5 separate regions of the Mus musculus genome follow, and regions 2, 3, 4 and 5 are each linked to region 1. Evidence: chromatin contacts called from public HiCAR-type and HiChIP or PLAC-seq data. All regions are on one chromosome and are shown on one strand. Each heading gives the region's core, a stretch centred on a gene start, on an enhancer-like site or on the middle of the called end of the contact. The rest is flanking DNA. Distances are from core to core; before and after follow the strand shown. Region 1 holds the start of Il15 (interleukin 15). Region 2 holds the start of Rnf150 (ring finger protein 150). Region 3 has its middle 9.1 kb from the start of Gm31545. Region 4 has its middle 29 kb from the start of Zfp330. Region 5 has its middle 96 kb from the start of Zfp330.

Evidence for each region. HiCAR-type assays count read pairs that join an accessible place to other places. HiChIP or PLAC-seq counts read pairs in DNA pulled down with a chosen protein or histone mark.
Region 2: an H3K27ac HiChIP or PLAC-seq map of bone marrow-derived dendritic cells shows a contact between it and region 1, with 2.9 times the contacts expected there. The contact joins the promoter of Rnf150 here to the promoter of Il15 in region 1. A contact is called at or near these places in 2 of 39 promoter capture datasets (embryonic stem cells and trophoblast stem cells), 3 of 115 datasets of contacts at active chromatin or transcription factors (bone marrow-derived dendritic cells, bone marrow-derived macrophages and large pre-B cells) and 2 of 9 other capture datasets (embryonic stem cells and liver).
Region 3: a contact with region 1 is called in an H3K4me3 HiChIP or PLAC-seq map of bone marrow-derived macrophages, with 4 times the contacts expected there. The contact joins the enhancer-like site here to the promoter of Il15 in region 1. A contact is called at or near these places in 9 of 39 promoter capture datasets (the 3T3-L1 cell line, the C10 cell line, the HPC-7 cell line and 5 more), 1 of 484 Hi-C or Micro-C datasets (uterus), 4 of 115 datasets of contacts at active chromatin or transcription factors (the NIH/3T3 cell line, bone marrow-derived dendritic cells, bone marrow-derived macrophages and 1 more) and 4 of 9 other capture datasets (adipose tissue, embryonic stem cells, liver and 1 more).
Region 4: a contact with region 1 is called in a HiCAR-type map of embryonic stem cells, with 6 times the contacts expected there. The contact joins the enhancer-like site here to the promoter of Il15 in region 1. A contact is called at or near these places in 1 of 39 promoter capture datasets (embryonic stem cells), 1 of 15 datasets of contacts at CTCF or cohesin (large pre-B cells), 2 of 484 Hi-C or Micro-C datasets (bone marrow-derived macrophages and epidermal suprabasal cells), 8 of 115 datasets of contacts at active chromatin or transcription factors (the NIH/3T3 cell line, bone marrow-derived dendritic cells, bone marrow-derived macrophages and 3 more) and 4 of 9 other capture datasets (adipose tissue, embryonic stem cells, liver and 1 more).
Region 5: a contact with region 1 is called in a FOXA1 HiChIP or PLAC-seq map of pancreatic cancer cells. The contact joins the enhancer-like site here to the promoter of Il15 in region 1. A contact is called at or near these places in 16 of 39 promoter capture datasets (the 3T3-L1 cell line, 3T3-L1-derived adipocytes, the C10 cell line and 11 more), 1 of 15 datasets of contacts at CTCF or cohesin (the NIH/3T3 cell line), 6 of 484 Hi-C or Micro-C datasets (liver and uterus), 7 of 115 datasets of contacts at active chromatin or transcription factors (bone marrow-derived dendritic cells, bone marrow-derived macrophages, embryonic stem cells and 3 more) and 4 of 9 other capture datasets (adipose tissue, embryonic stem cells, liver and 1 more).

What each region holds. Positions count from the first base shown.
Region 1 is chr8:82,401,265-82,403,957 of GRCm38.p6, forward strand. It overlaps Il15 (interleukin 15), which reads right to left and starts at 1,322. Exons shown (of 8, transcript NM_001254747.1): 1 at 1,036-1,322.
Region 2 is chr8:82,862,008-82,864,700 of GRCm38.p6, forward strand. Rnf150 (ring finger protein 150) reads left to right here and starts at 1,349. Exons shown (of 7, transcript NM_177378.4): 1 at 1,349-2,483. The coding sequence starts at 2,003.
Region 3 is chr8:82,845,311-82,848,003 of GRCm38.p6, forward strand. No RefSeq gene overlaps it. Among named protein-coding and RNA genes, the nearest start is that of Gm31545, 9.1 kb to the left of the region's middle. Within about 2 kb of position 1,316, at least 31 of the 459 cell types and tissues checked have an H3K27ac peak or open chromatin away from gene starts, as enhancers often do. A contact at or near this core is called in the HPC-7 cell line, bone marrow-derived macrophages, pancreatic islet and 1 more, where this site is marked.
Region 4 is chr8:82,743,437-82,746,129 of GRCm38.p6, forward strand. No RefSeq gene overlaps it. Among named protein-coding and RNA genes, the nearest start is that of Zfp330, 29 kb to the right of the region's middle. Within about 2 kb of position 1,300, at least 5 of the 459 cell types and tissues checked have an H3K27ac peak or open chromatin away from gene starts, as enhancers often do. A contact at or near this core is called in embryonic stem cells, where this site is marked.
Region 5 is chr8:82,676,637-82,679,329 of GRCm38.p6, forward strand. No RefSeq gene overlaps it. Among named protein-coding and RNA genes, the nearest start is that of Zfp330, 96 kb to the right of the region's middle. Within about 2 kb of position 1,310, at least 5 of the 459 cell types and tissues checked have an H3K27ac peak or open chromatin away from gene starts, as enhancers often do. A contact at or near this core is called in pancreatic cancer cells, where this site is marked.

The DNA of each region.
Region 1 (2,693 bases), core at 72-2,571:
CAAAACAGATCACAAGGCAAGAGGAGCCATTAGAGTGAGAATGGGACTGCAAACTCCCAGAAGGGAAAAGGGGAAGCATAAAGATCAGAGGAGAAGCAGACACATTTATAACAAGCCTGAAGCAATTTCTGACCCTTCCACATTTTAAGTAAAACTCCGGAGTTTGTTGTTGTTGTTGTTGTTGTTTTTTTATTCTAAAAGCCTAAAATAACTATAGTTTTGTCTCTACTCCTTTATTAATATTGATGTTCCCTCTTGAGTCGCTTCTTTCTTATCAATCCCTCTAAACTTCCTTTAAGAAATCCTTTAAATTTTAGTGAGCATTCAATGTTGATAAGGATCTAACTTGAGGCAGCAATCGTAGTAATCTGTTTATTTACCGGCTCAGACTGGAGAGTCCTGGCAGGTCAATGGGGCCTCCCTGGCGCCACCAATGAGAGTATCAGAAATCAATTTAAAATCACCAGTGGAAAGTAGCTGCTGCCAATCACCTCATTTCCATTTCAGCTTCTGCGGGACTCTGTCTCTGGTTCTGTCTGAAACCTGTCAGGACGCTGCCTGGTTCTGTCTGGAACCTGGATCATTAACATTGTTTGGGCATTAACATAATATTAAATGCAGGGGGGAGGGGCTATAGACATTCTTTTGAGCTTCCCTTTCTTGCAACTTTGCACTCTCCAACCCACTTGAAAAAGTTAGCTGGGTTTTCATCTAAAGCCCGCTTGAGTGAGGATTTTATTTCAGGACAATCTTCCCCGTTGCTTCCCTTCAATCTGGTATTTCATACAGACAACTGCTTTGATTAAGCCTTGAGCTAAGCTGTTGCTAATACAGACCCAGACCTATGGCCATTCCTGCACATTTATTTCCCTAGAAAACGCATCTTCAACAAGGAAAAGGTGAGTAATTTTTGCAAAGGGAGAGAGGAGAGAGAGAGAGAAAGAAAGAAAGAAAGTCCATAGCAGCCATCCATTCGCCGGGGCCAGAAGTTTGAAAGAATGTGGCAAGCAGAGCCGAGTTAGTACCTTTCCTGACCTCTCTGAGCTGTTAGATGTGGAACTCAGCCTTCCAAACACAGCAGGATCCCGTCTTCGTCCAACTCTGCAACTGGGCGGGGGCAGTCCTGCCCTGGCAAGGTCCCTGCAGCGCGTAAGGAGATGCACTGCAAGTCTTTTGGGCGCAGAGAATTGGGAGAGACTTGCAGGAGGACCTGCAAGCTGCCCTACTCTGCAAGGGGGAGGATGAAGAAGAGAACTCTGGGGAAGAGTGGCTGGACAGAAGGGGAATACAGTGCCACTGAGTATTGAAGTCTTGGTCAAGAAAGAGGGCGGGGCGGCCTGGCCGGCAGCTGGAGGGGAAAAGGGTGCCTGAGCAGAGCCAGAGCTGGGAGGGGCCCGGGGCGTAGGCTTTCGGAAAAAAAAAAAATTCCATTGTTGATCCACCACCACCAGCACTACCACCTCCCATTCTGTACCTCCATCGGGTTCTGGTTGAAGGGTGCAGGATGCAGGGCAGCAGCCAGCGGGAGCAATCAAGGCACAAGGAGCGAATCAGCTGGGGTTTCCCCGGTTTCCCCCAGTGCTTTCCAGCCGGGGAGTCCCAACCCCAGCTAACAGAAAAGTGAAAGAGAAAGAGCCCAAGCTGAGGCGGAGATCAACACCCTGGGGAGGTTGCGGGAGGAACACATGGTCCCGGCCACCTTACCAGGTGCCCACATGATTCTGCCACTGCCAGGTCCCCAGGGCGCAGAACCTGAAGGGCAACTGAGAGCAGAGAGCAGTCTCCTCCCCCTGGGCAGTTGGCCACAGCCTCTGTGTGTCCTGGAATGCCTTTGCCTCTGTGAAGTTTCAAGGAGTTGGCCTGAGTTCACAGGTTGCTTGCATCTACAGCAACTGGCCTTGCAGGGAGGCAGTTTGGCTTCCCCATAGAAGCCCGGAGGAGATCTGGACAGAGACTGTACCGGGAGGAAACGGAAAAGGACCTTGGGTCTGGAATGGGCGGTCCTCCAAAACAACCCTTGACCTGCTGCAGAGTCTGGAAGAGGGAAGTTTCTTTCTGAACTCTTGCTAGGAGGGGCCTGTTTGGGAACAGTAAACTTCCACTAAATTGACCCCTCTTGGGTCATTTTTCCAACCTAATTTGTAGCTGAATGTAAAACATTGCACATGTCTTTTGATGGGAAACAAGGCGTGGGTAAGGCAGCATCTTTAAGTTGGAAATTAGGAGTGATTATAGTGAGGAGGAGTTAACCATGTCAACTGTGTGTCTATTCCAGACAGTCCGAGAGCCCGGGGTCCCAGCTTTGGCATTCAGATGAATCATTGAAAAGACTCAGTGGCTTGCGGTTCCCAAAGCTTTTGAGAAAGCCAGGAGAAAACGATGAGGCCCTTGGCACCTAGTTAAACACAACTATGTTCTGTGTTTTTGTGTATTACATTAAAAAATGGTAAAAACTAGAATATTTGAACGACTAATTATTAACTGTGTGTGGCATTCCACATAAAATCATTGTAATGGGAAGTTTGTTCTCACACACTTATCTTGTATCCCTTCAAGGTTTATATTTGAAACAATAATGCATGTTTTGGTAACAATCACACCAAAATTTACTTATAATAAAAATCGTGAAAATGTGTATTTTACAACCATTTAAAATTTTACTACCATTATAAATTATATTTAAAGAAACATAA
Region 2 (2,693 bases), core at 99-2,598, 460 kb after region 1:
TCATATAACACCACATTTTTCTGTCCAGACATCTCCCAGGAATCTTCCTCTCACCCAGATTAAACTGCAAGGCCACTTAGAATCTTCCCACCATTAATCCCATCTCATTCTTTCCATCGCTCATCTCTCTCCACCCCTGATGAGCTCACTATGGCTTCTGAACACATCAAACACCAACCTGTCTGATCTATTGTACCTACAACTCCTTCCTATTACCAACAACTGGTCCCCTAATAATCATTCAAGTCCTTCGTCCTTTGAGGATTATATTTAGACATAGGATATATCCAGAATCCATCTTCTGTTTTGTGATGTCCAGACCTAGGATGTGTATATTGTGACAAAAACTGCTGGGCTTCTCAGTGCTTCTCGAGAGGCACAGGAAAGAGAACCAGGTGGAAGATATAATGTAAATCATTAAGCACTACCATATTTGTGTATGTATAAATAAGTAGACATTTTATATTACTGGTTTCTGAAACTACAGAAACCATTAATGAGGAAGTGTAACAACCAACCAGATATCTAATTGTTAAAGAATTCTGCTATTAGAACACGACTCTAGGAAACTGTTCTCCACTGGTTTCTTTTAATCTCTGTCACAACTGGAAAACACAGCTTAAAATGGTAACGAACACACACACACACACACACACACACACACACACACACACATACCACCTACTGACGCTGTGAATCCTCTAAGGCAGGGCTATTAGAGTGGGAATGGAGGCAAAATGTCTCAATCTTAAAGTATGAGGAGAGGTCCATTTTCTAAGAAAACTAACGCCATGCCATGAGCTGGCTTCCAGAGCAGAGGAAAAGAAGTCACTTTTACCCACACCACAGACTGGTCCTTAGACCAGCAGAGTGTGCATCACCAAGGACCCCACCCCTGACTTAATAAATGTGAAATTCTCCTGAATTCATGCTGATCAGTCCTGGTTTAAAACTGGAATTCTGACAGCCACTGTCCTAAATATTCAGGTCTGGGGGGGCGGGGGGGAGGGGCCTCATGACCAATCAGTGCTGGGATAAATACCAGAGAACTCTCTGCACATCTTCCAGCAAACGGAAATGCTGTTCCAGAGAGGTTCCTACACTTTGCTGTATTTAAGACTCCCTCAATTAATTGTTCCCAATTCAAAGGCCTGAAGGTCCTTTTTACCTTTTGCCCGCAACTGTCGAAGCCTGAATTTGAGGCCCAGCAGAGGTCGCTGACGCCCAGGAAGAGAGACAGAGTGAGCGTTGCAAGGGGAGCCCAGGAGCTTTGACATCATACTAAGCTCCTCCTTGCACGCGCACATCACACACACACACACACACACACACACACACACACACACACACACACACACACACACACACACAAATACAGACACACACAAAACGCTGTATCCCTCTCCTCACGCTCTCCCCCATCCCATCTGCCCCGTACCTCCCCCTCCCTCGGCAAGTGAGTGTCCCGGGCGTAGCCACCTAGTCTGGCCAGAAGCGCAGCGCCTACTGCCCATGGGAACCCACGCATAACAGGAGCGACCTCCGCGTCTGCAGCGGGACCGATAGTCCCAGCACCGAGGATCTCCAGCACCCCACCCCCGCCCCGCTCGGCCGCGACAAGCAGAGCCGCCACCCCTTCCAAACCCGAGGACCCCGCCACCTCTATGAGAGAAGGCGACACGGGGCAAAGGAACAGGACGCCTGGCAGCCGGACTCCCCCGCAAGTGCGCGGCGCCCGCTCCGCGACCGCGCCGCGATCACCCGGGAAGCCCGATGCCAGCGCCGCGCTTCGGCTGAGAGGGGACAGGGCGGGTTTCTCCCGCTCGTCCCGGATCCGGTCTCCGCAGCGTCTGCGCGTCCCAGCCGGAGCTCCGCCGGCCAGGGAGTGAGTCGCAGCGACAGGAGAACCAGAGTGGCTGCCCGGGGTTGGCCGGGGCAGGGAAAGGAGGGACGGAGCGGGGGGAGGGCGCAGGGGGCGGGGAGGGGACCCCGGAGGAGAGAGATGACAATGTCTCTCATCCAAGCGTGCCGCAGTCTGGCTCTCTCAACATGGCTGCTTTCCTTTTGTTTCGTGCATCTGCTCTGCCTGGACTTCACCGTGGCGGAGAAGGAGGAATGGTACACCGCCTTCGTGAACATCACCTATTTGGAGCCCGAGCCCGGGGCCGCGGTGGCGGGCAGCGGTGGCGGCGCGGAGCTGCACACGGAGAAGAGCGAGTGCGGGCGATACGGGGAGCACTCGCCCAAGCAGGACGCGCGCGGCGAGGTGGTCATGGCCAGCTCGGCCCAAGACCGCCTGGCTTGCGACCCCAACACCAAGTTCGCCGCGCCGGCCCACGGCAAGCACTGGATAGCCCTCATCCCCAAGGGCAACTGCACGTACAGGGATAAGATCCGGAACGCGTTCCTGCAGAACGCCTCCGCTGTGGTCATCTTTAACGTGGGCTCCAACACAAACGAGACCATCACCATGCCCCACGCAGGTGAGCAACCCGGGGGGTGCCTGGCGGACGTGGGGGAGGGGAGCCCGAGAAGCGTCTAGGGAGATCTAGCACCGCCTCCGGGGCACCTCTGGCTGAGAAGTCCGTGCAGCACCAGAGACCAGTCTCTTATGTATGAACCTATTAAGTTTTGTTGTGCGTCGCTTGGGGGACAGGTTACAAGCATGAGAGGTTTCAGTATGTTGGGGGAGT
Region 3 (2,693 bases), core at 66-2,565, 440 kb after region 1:
AAGGACCTAAGCATTGACTCCTCAACAGTAGCATTGTGGACTCAGCCAACCTTAGGACTGCCTACCCTGCACTTCTTCCTGTCTGAGAGGCTAAGTCCATTGCTTTTGAATATAGTCTTACCCAGAATCTTGCCAGTTGCTGCTGTATCTTTACCATCAACACAAGGTGCTGCCACAGTCTGAGACTTCCATGCTTGGGAATGCTTGGACTTTTGAGTTGAGTCTTTCTTCTTGTTTAGCTTCTTTGGGTCTGTGGAATGTACATGGTACCTGTATTTTATGGCTAATAACCACTTCTAAGCGAGTACATACCATACAGGTCTTTTTGGGACTGGGTTACCTCACTTAGGATGATATTCTCAAGTTCAATCCCTTTTTCTGAAAAATTCACAATGTTTTGGTTTTTAATAGCTGAATTGTATTTCATTGTGTAAATGTACCACATTTACTTTATCCATTCTCCAGTGGAGGGACATCTAGGTTGTTTTCAATTTCTGACTATTATGAATAAAGCTGCTGTGAACATAGTTGAATAAGTATCTTTGTGGGATGTTGAGTCACCTTTTGGCTTATATGTCCAGGAGTGGTATAGCTGGGTCTTGAGGTAGAACTATTCCCAGTTTTCTGAGAAAATGCCAAATTGATTTCTAAAGTGTTAGTACAAGTTTTGTCAGCCACTAGCAATGGTGGAGTGTTCCCCTTGCTCCACATCCTTGCCAACATGTGCTGTCACTTACATGAGTTTTTTGGTTTTTTTTGTTTTTTTTTTATCTTAGCCACTCTGATGGGTGTAAGATGGAATCTTAAGGTTGTTTTGATTTACATTTTCCCAATCTTTCTTTTAGTTGTCTACAGAAAAATTTAAATATAATGCACGCTGTTCTAGACTAGCAGGAACTTAGAGAGCAGATAGATCTTACAAAAGGGAAGTCTTTGGTTAAATGTCTGAGTCTGGTGAAGGCTGATATGACTCAGCAATTACCTTAGTGGCAGGCCCACACTCTCAGCCTGCCCTTAATCTTTACTGGCTGAATTAAATGATCATTTGGAGCTTACAGTGTTGACGAATGCTGGCTGCACTCTTTTGATCACCTTTGCTTCTGTCCATGCTTCCACCCTTTATAACTTACTGAAAACTCACCTGGTCATGACAAACTATGTGAAATCCAGCTGTTGGTTTGTGACCCCTTTGAGTTCCAGTCTGTGGCCTGAATTTTAAGCAAACTTGCTCAATTTTTAGACATGGTATAGGAGGGCCTGCTCTGTCTCCAAATACAGACCAGGACAGCAGCTGGGCATTTGTGCTCCCCATCTCTATGTGAACCAAGTTCCCTGACTCTTCTCAGCCACATTAGCCTGAATGCTGTCATTAGTCAGTAAACAATGGGAATTGTTTATCTTAACATCTGTGCTAATACATAATACGATGCTACACAGGCAAGGTACAGAACAGAATGATCTCTGTTTTTATTTCAGACTTCTTGGGAGTTCCTTTTCAGATTTATAAAAGCCACATCTTCTGCCCAGAGTAGGAGTGTCTGGCCACTTATGTGACAATAACGTAAGTTGGAATTTGGCCAAAGAACCAATAGCATTATCAGCCAGACACAGTCTTTCATCTTTTTGTCAGCTGTTAAGCAGAGATGTGAAAGGGTTCACATATGCCTTCCACATTGTTGAAATGACTCACAGGCCCACAGTGTGGGGTAGAGCTAGAACCTTTCAGACTCATAGCAAACAACATGGCAGGTACAATGATGATCTGTCCCGCAAGAGAAATCGAGGCACAGAGAAACTAAAGCCAAGGTCTGATGTTTGTGTCTCCCTAACAACAGACTCTCCTCTTTCCCCCACACATCACACAGTCAGTTTGAACCTGGAGCACACCTTCCCCATTAATCACCACTGCATTAATTAACTGTGCCTGATCATTTACCATGTACAAATTAGGATTAAAAGGCAAATAACACATTGTCTCTATGGCATCTCACAAGTGGAGAAATAGATGCTGAAGAGCCTTCCTTCCCCTGAACTATTCTAGAGCCACCTGCCCCCACTGCCCTCTTCCTCGTTAGCTATTATTGCTTGATTTTAGCCTACAAGGGCTATGTCAAGTACAGCCATCTTGTCTGCCTTAAACAACAGGGCTTTGCTTTCTCACAAGTGCACAATCTAGATGTGTGCTGGCTTCATTCCTTCTGAGGCTGCTCATCTGAGCTTGTGAATCGCAGCTGCTCAGGGTCTTCACATGACTATGTCCAAGCTTCTTTTATAATGGAGATGTTGTTCATACTTAAGGGCATACCTGACGCCCTCATTTTAATTTTAACTACCTCTTAATGATGCAATCTGCTATACTCACATTCTGAGATACCAGTGAGGACTTCAGTATATAATGGTGGGTGGAGGGGTTACAACTCAGCTCATAATACTATAGTAATATCTCTCCACCAATATCTCCATAAAGTGCTAAACTTCTGCAATGACTGCATACCCCCCTTCACCCAACACACACAGACACACAGAAAGACTTTAAAACCTTTCCCAGCCTGAGTCAGGAAAAGAACATAATTGTGCATGGTGTAAACCAGGCATACAACTAAGAGGTAAATGTTTCCTGGGGATAAACAGCCTTTGGGCTCCTCAGAATGGCCCTCTTTAGCTGTTTGCATAGGCTAATGTACATTTGTCTT
Region 4 (2,693 bases), core at 50-2,549, 340 kb after region 1:
CTCTTCTGTAAAGTCCAAAATACACTTCACATGAAAAATTCTATAAGAGCTGGGCATTTTGGTACAAAACTGTAATCCCATAATCCAAGAAGATGACAGGGCAAAGACAGGAAGAATTCAAGTTGTATACCAACCCAGGCTAGAAAATAACGCAAATTAAAAATCAATCAATATAGCTGGGGGTGGGGGCGTGGGGGGTACATGCCTTTAATCCCAGGAGGCAGAGGTAGGCAAATTCCTGTGAGTTTAAGGCCAGCCTGGTCTACTGAGTTCCAGGAGAGCCAGGGTTCCCCAGAGAAACCCTGCCTGAGAAAACAAAAGCAAATCAATCAATATATTTTAATGTAAATATTCACCAAGAACTCCATGGTGAAAATGTTTCCTAGTTTGCTGAAGAAAAATCAGTAGCAGGGTTTTGAAAAAGAATGGGTCTTTTCACCACCTCCAGAGTGATGGGATTACACTGTTCTAGTTTGTGTCTCTTTTGCTGACCAAAAGCAACTCAGGGGAGGGAAGAATTTCTCTGCCTTATGCTTACCACTACCACAGAAAGTCAATGCAGGAGCCCAATGTAGAAGCCTAGAGACAGGAACTGAAGTAGAGACTACACCTCAGAGGAGTGATGTCTGCTGGCATGCTTCCCTGCAGTTACACAGCCCTGGACCGCCTGTCCAGGGGTGACACCTCCTACATCAATCATCAATCAAGACAACGCCCACAGGCCAATCTGATGGAGGCAATTCCTCAATTGAATCACCCTTTTCCCAAGTGTCTTTAGTCTGTGTCAAGGTGGCAAAAACTAACCAGCAGAACCACCATTGGTGGCACATTTTTAAACCAAGACTATTATTGTAACAACGTTTATTGGTTTAGAAATAGAGGCACACTGTGTTGTAAATTGAATTTTGCCAAACATCTTTTATATGGTAGACTCAAAATGACAAAATGGCACCTGTAAAAGTGTGAAGAAGCGTACACAATTTAGAAAAAAACAAACAAACTAGTTTGTATTAAAATGCATCTGAGCTGTGTTATCCACTACAGGTGCAACGGCATAGCAGCAAAAAGATTTACTCTTCATTGGCAAGGAACAACAGGGCAAAATATATGAAGTGACAGTTTTCAAGATGGGAAGTAATAAGGGGGAACACTGATCCCTAAGAATTAAGCAATAAATAAGGGGACTCATACAATTATCCCAACCCAGAGCCTTTGCTTTAATGAACTATGCTGGCCACAGTAGAGTACAGCAACGGTGAATCTATGTGGAGCACGAGTGCCACCTTGAGGTGGGAGAAAGAAGTGAATCACCAGGAGACATCCAGCTAGTATCTCAAAGTGTAAAACAAAAGGTATGGCGCCATTTCAAGATCAGGAGGGATCAACTGGGGAAAGAATTTAGTGGAAGGGTCTTACATTGTGCCAGAAGTGGTAACGTAAGACTTCAGGAGCTATGAGATGTGAACCGCGTATGCTACAAGCAAATACGGAGGCAAGGCAACCCACCATAGCCATAGCCAGTAAAAGATAGAAAATAGAACCTTAAAAATTGCAATTAACTAAAAACATCAAAAAAAGAGAACACAACAAAGCATAGGAGAGATGGGATAAGTTGAAAAGTAGAGTCAGATAATAAATATAAATCTAACTACATGATGGTTATATCAAAGGTAATTGATTTAAACACCCCAAGTAAAAGATAGGTATTTTTCAGAGCAAATAAAAACATATGGCCCAGGAAAGGAGAGATGACTCAGTTGGTAAAAATATTTGTCCCTGTTTATAGAGGACCAGAGTTTGTTCCCCTGTACTCACACTGAGCGTGCAACTCCAAACCACCCATAACTGAGTTCCAAGGAATCCGACATCCGGTTCTGACATCTGCAGGCACCCATACACATATATACCTATTGAAATGCAAACACACACACACACACACCATAAAAATGTTTAAAATGTAACATCCAACTATCATACTGCATTCAAGAAGCTCACTTTTAATATGTACGTACAGCAAGCTAAACATAAAAGATTGGGGCTAGAGAATTAAATAGGTAGGCATGAGGTTGTGGTTCAGTCCTGAACACTGAAAAGAAAAAGTAAAAAATTTTCAAATGACAATAAACTACATTAAACTAATAAATGGGAAGTGGGATTGTTTATTTCAAATCAGAGAATATTACTAAGATGAAAGACTTTGTTTTATAATCATTAAGGATTCAATTAACTATAATACAACAATATTAGTGGCTGAAATTTTTTAAAACATATACCAGTGTTAAGGAGAAAACAAGCAGGGCCTTGATATGTAAAATGATTGGTTTTGAAATGTGGCTGGACAGGTTGTTGTTGTCGTCGTTGTCATTGTCGTCATTGTTGTTGTTGTTGTTTTATATCACCCATCTTTCTACTCTAAAGAGTGGAAGGTAGAGGCTCGCAGAGGCTTTACTTGTCATAAGCATAAAACTGAAGGAAAGTCTGGGGAGTAACTATTGTGGTGACTTTGTGGCTATACACTTGTCAATGTTTATCAACCTGAACACTAAATACCTTATAATTCAAAACGAAGAACAGAAATAACGTCAAAGCACAGTGAAGTCTCAGAGTAGCTATTGAGCTGTGAGGTACCTAAAGTTTAAAAGAAAAAAAAAATGAGAAAGGAAAAGAGAGACAGAGACACAGACACAGACACA
Region 5 (2,693 bases), core at 60-2,559, 280 kb after region 1:
CAGCCTTGTTTATAATAGCCAGAAGCTGAAAAGAACCCAGATGCCCCTCAACAGAGGAATGGATACAGAAAATGTGGTACATTTACACAATGGAATACTACTCAGCTATTAAAAAAATGAATTTATGAAATTCTTAGGCAAATGGATGGACCTGGAGGGTATCATCCTGAGTGAGGTAACCCAATCACAAAGGAACCCGCACAATATGTACTCACTGATAAGTGGATATTAGTCCAAAAACTTAGGATACCCAAGATATAAGATACAACTTGCCAAACGCATGAAATTCAAGATGAATGAAAACCAAAGTGTGGACACTTTGCCCTTTCTTAGAAATGGGAACAAAACACCCATGGAAAGAGTTACAGAGACAAAATTTGGAGCTGTGACAAAAGGATGAACCATCTAGTGATTGCCATATCCAGGGATCCATCCCATAATCAGCTTCCAAATGCTGACACCATTGCATACACTAGCAAGATTTTGCTGAAAGGACCCAGATATAGCTCTCTCTTGTGAGACTATGCCGGGGCCTAGCAAACACAGAAGTGGATGATCACAGTCAGCTATTGGACAGGTCACACGGCCCCCAATGGAGGAGCTAGAGAAATTACCCAAGGAGCTAAAGGGAACTGCAACCCTATAGGTGGAACAACAATATGAACTAACCAGTACCCTGGAGCTCTTGTCTCTAGCTGCATATGTATCAAAAGATGGCCTAGTCAGCCATCACTGCAAAAGAGGCCCATTGGACTTGCAAACTTTATATGCCCCAGTACAGGGGAACGCCAGGGCCAAAAAGGGGGAGTGGGTGGGTAGGGGATGGGGGGGTGGGGATGGGGGACCTTTGGGATAGCATTGAAAATGTAAACGAGGAAAATACCTAATAAAAATAAAGAACCATCATTAAAAATAAAGTTTGAAAAAATTAAAGTTACAATCCCTTGACCTTCATCTTCCGGCCCATGGCTCTTGATGCTTTTCCCAGGAGGCCTGTGTAGACTTTCAGGAACATCCAGTGTAGACTTTCCTCCCCATCAATCCCCTGCCAGTCTGGCCCACCTGGGGTATAAGCAACAGAGGTGAGCTGTGTGCTGCCTCTTGACAACCATCATCTGGCCCATGGTTCTCCCTGCCTTCCCAAGAAGTCTTGCGGGGCCCCAAGAACATCCAACTTAGAGAAAAACAAACTAAAGAACTAAGAATGTATTTTGACTCATAGTCTCAGATGGTCACGGGGATTCCTGTGGGTGGGAAAAGAAGCATAGCAGAAGAAACATGCTCACCTCAAGGACACCAGGAAGGGGTGGGGCTGCACAATACACACACTTGTCTGAACGCAAGCAAATGGAGTTTAATAATAGCAGAGATGGCTGCTCTCCAAGCTCAGTGCAAGCTGCAGTGCATTATGGAATGATTCAGCCTCACAGAGACAAAGAATCACCCACATAATTGAATAAATGCATATTACATAGTAAAGTGTCTTATCAAAGCCTGAACATGTTATATCACAAAAGATTTGTGCAATTTGCTAAGAATAAGCAGATTTAGTGAAGATGGATCTTTCATTTGACTTTTATTGACAATCAAGTAAGTTGAACATGTTCTAGTTTTATGATCAAATACAGGTTTGCTCCAGCATTATAAAAGAACAAAATGCTTTTGCCTATTGACCTGTAAGAGAGGTATAAAGAACCAAACAGGCTAGAACACAAATGAAAAGAAAATCCACACAGACAAGAATCCAACCCAGATACCACTGAAGAATTGTCTCTAGACCATACCAAAATGTACCAACAGTCTTACAGTTAACAGGTCCCTACCAATCTCAATATGGTGCCCTTCTAATCTAAAGGTTAGATTCAAGTAGTACTCATTGAGCTGACCAAACTTCAGACTCTGGGCTTTGGTGCTTTCCATCAGCTCTTGTAAGGCTTGTAAGTGGGTAATTTATCACTTGCAAATGAAGAAGGCTGTCTTCCAGGAAAGAAGAATGCAGATAATACAGGGCCTGACCTGTAGCACTATGCCCAAACATCATTGTTCAATGTTTGAACCTTTCCTCTCAACTCCAAAGTTCTGCATAAGGGGCTAGAGAGAGGGCTCACTGGGTAAAGGCACTTGCCAGAGTTTGATCCTTAGAACATAAGTGACGGGAAGAAGGAACTAGCTCCTGTAAGTTGTCCTCTGACCTCCACCAGTGCACAGTGCTACACCCACACATAGAATAAACACATGAGAAAAAAATCAATAAATTCTTAATAAAAGATTGGTCAAGGGACAGTGGCTTATGTTTATGTAAATTCACCAATTACTTACTAAGCTCTCAGTGTATGCCATGCTATGGGGCTCTGGGGACTAAAGAAATAGCTTAAGCATAACAGATGTGACATTATTCATCAGCACATATTATAAATATGGTTGGCTTGAATCAATATAACCACACTGGCAGGCAGCCCAGTAACTCCCTCTGGAGAATTCTCTTTTACTCATCCTAAACTATACAAACAACCCAGAGACTCACCTATTTAAACAAGACATTTATCCTACGTATTAAGTGTCTTGCAGGGAGAAATACTGGACTATGTAATCAAACCACCTACATCTGCTGATCATCAAGGCTATGCATTCCAGTGGGCACCTAATACTACTTTATGCCAATGGTGCCAGGTTCCTGTGTAGCACATGAGTGA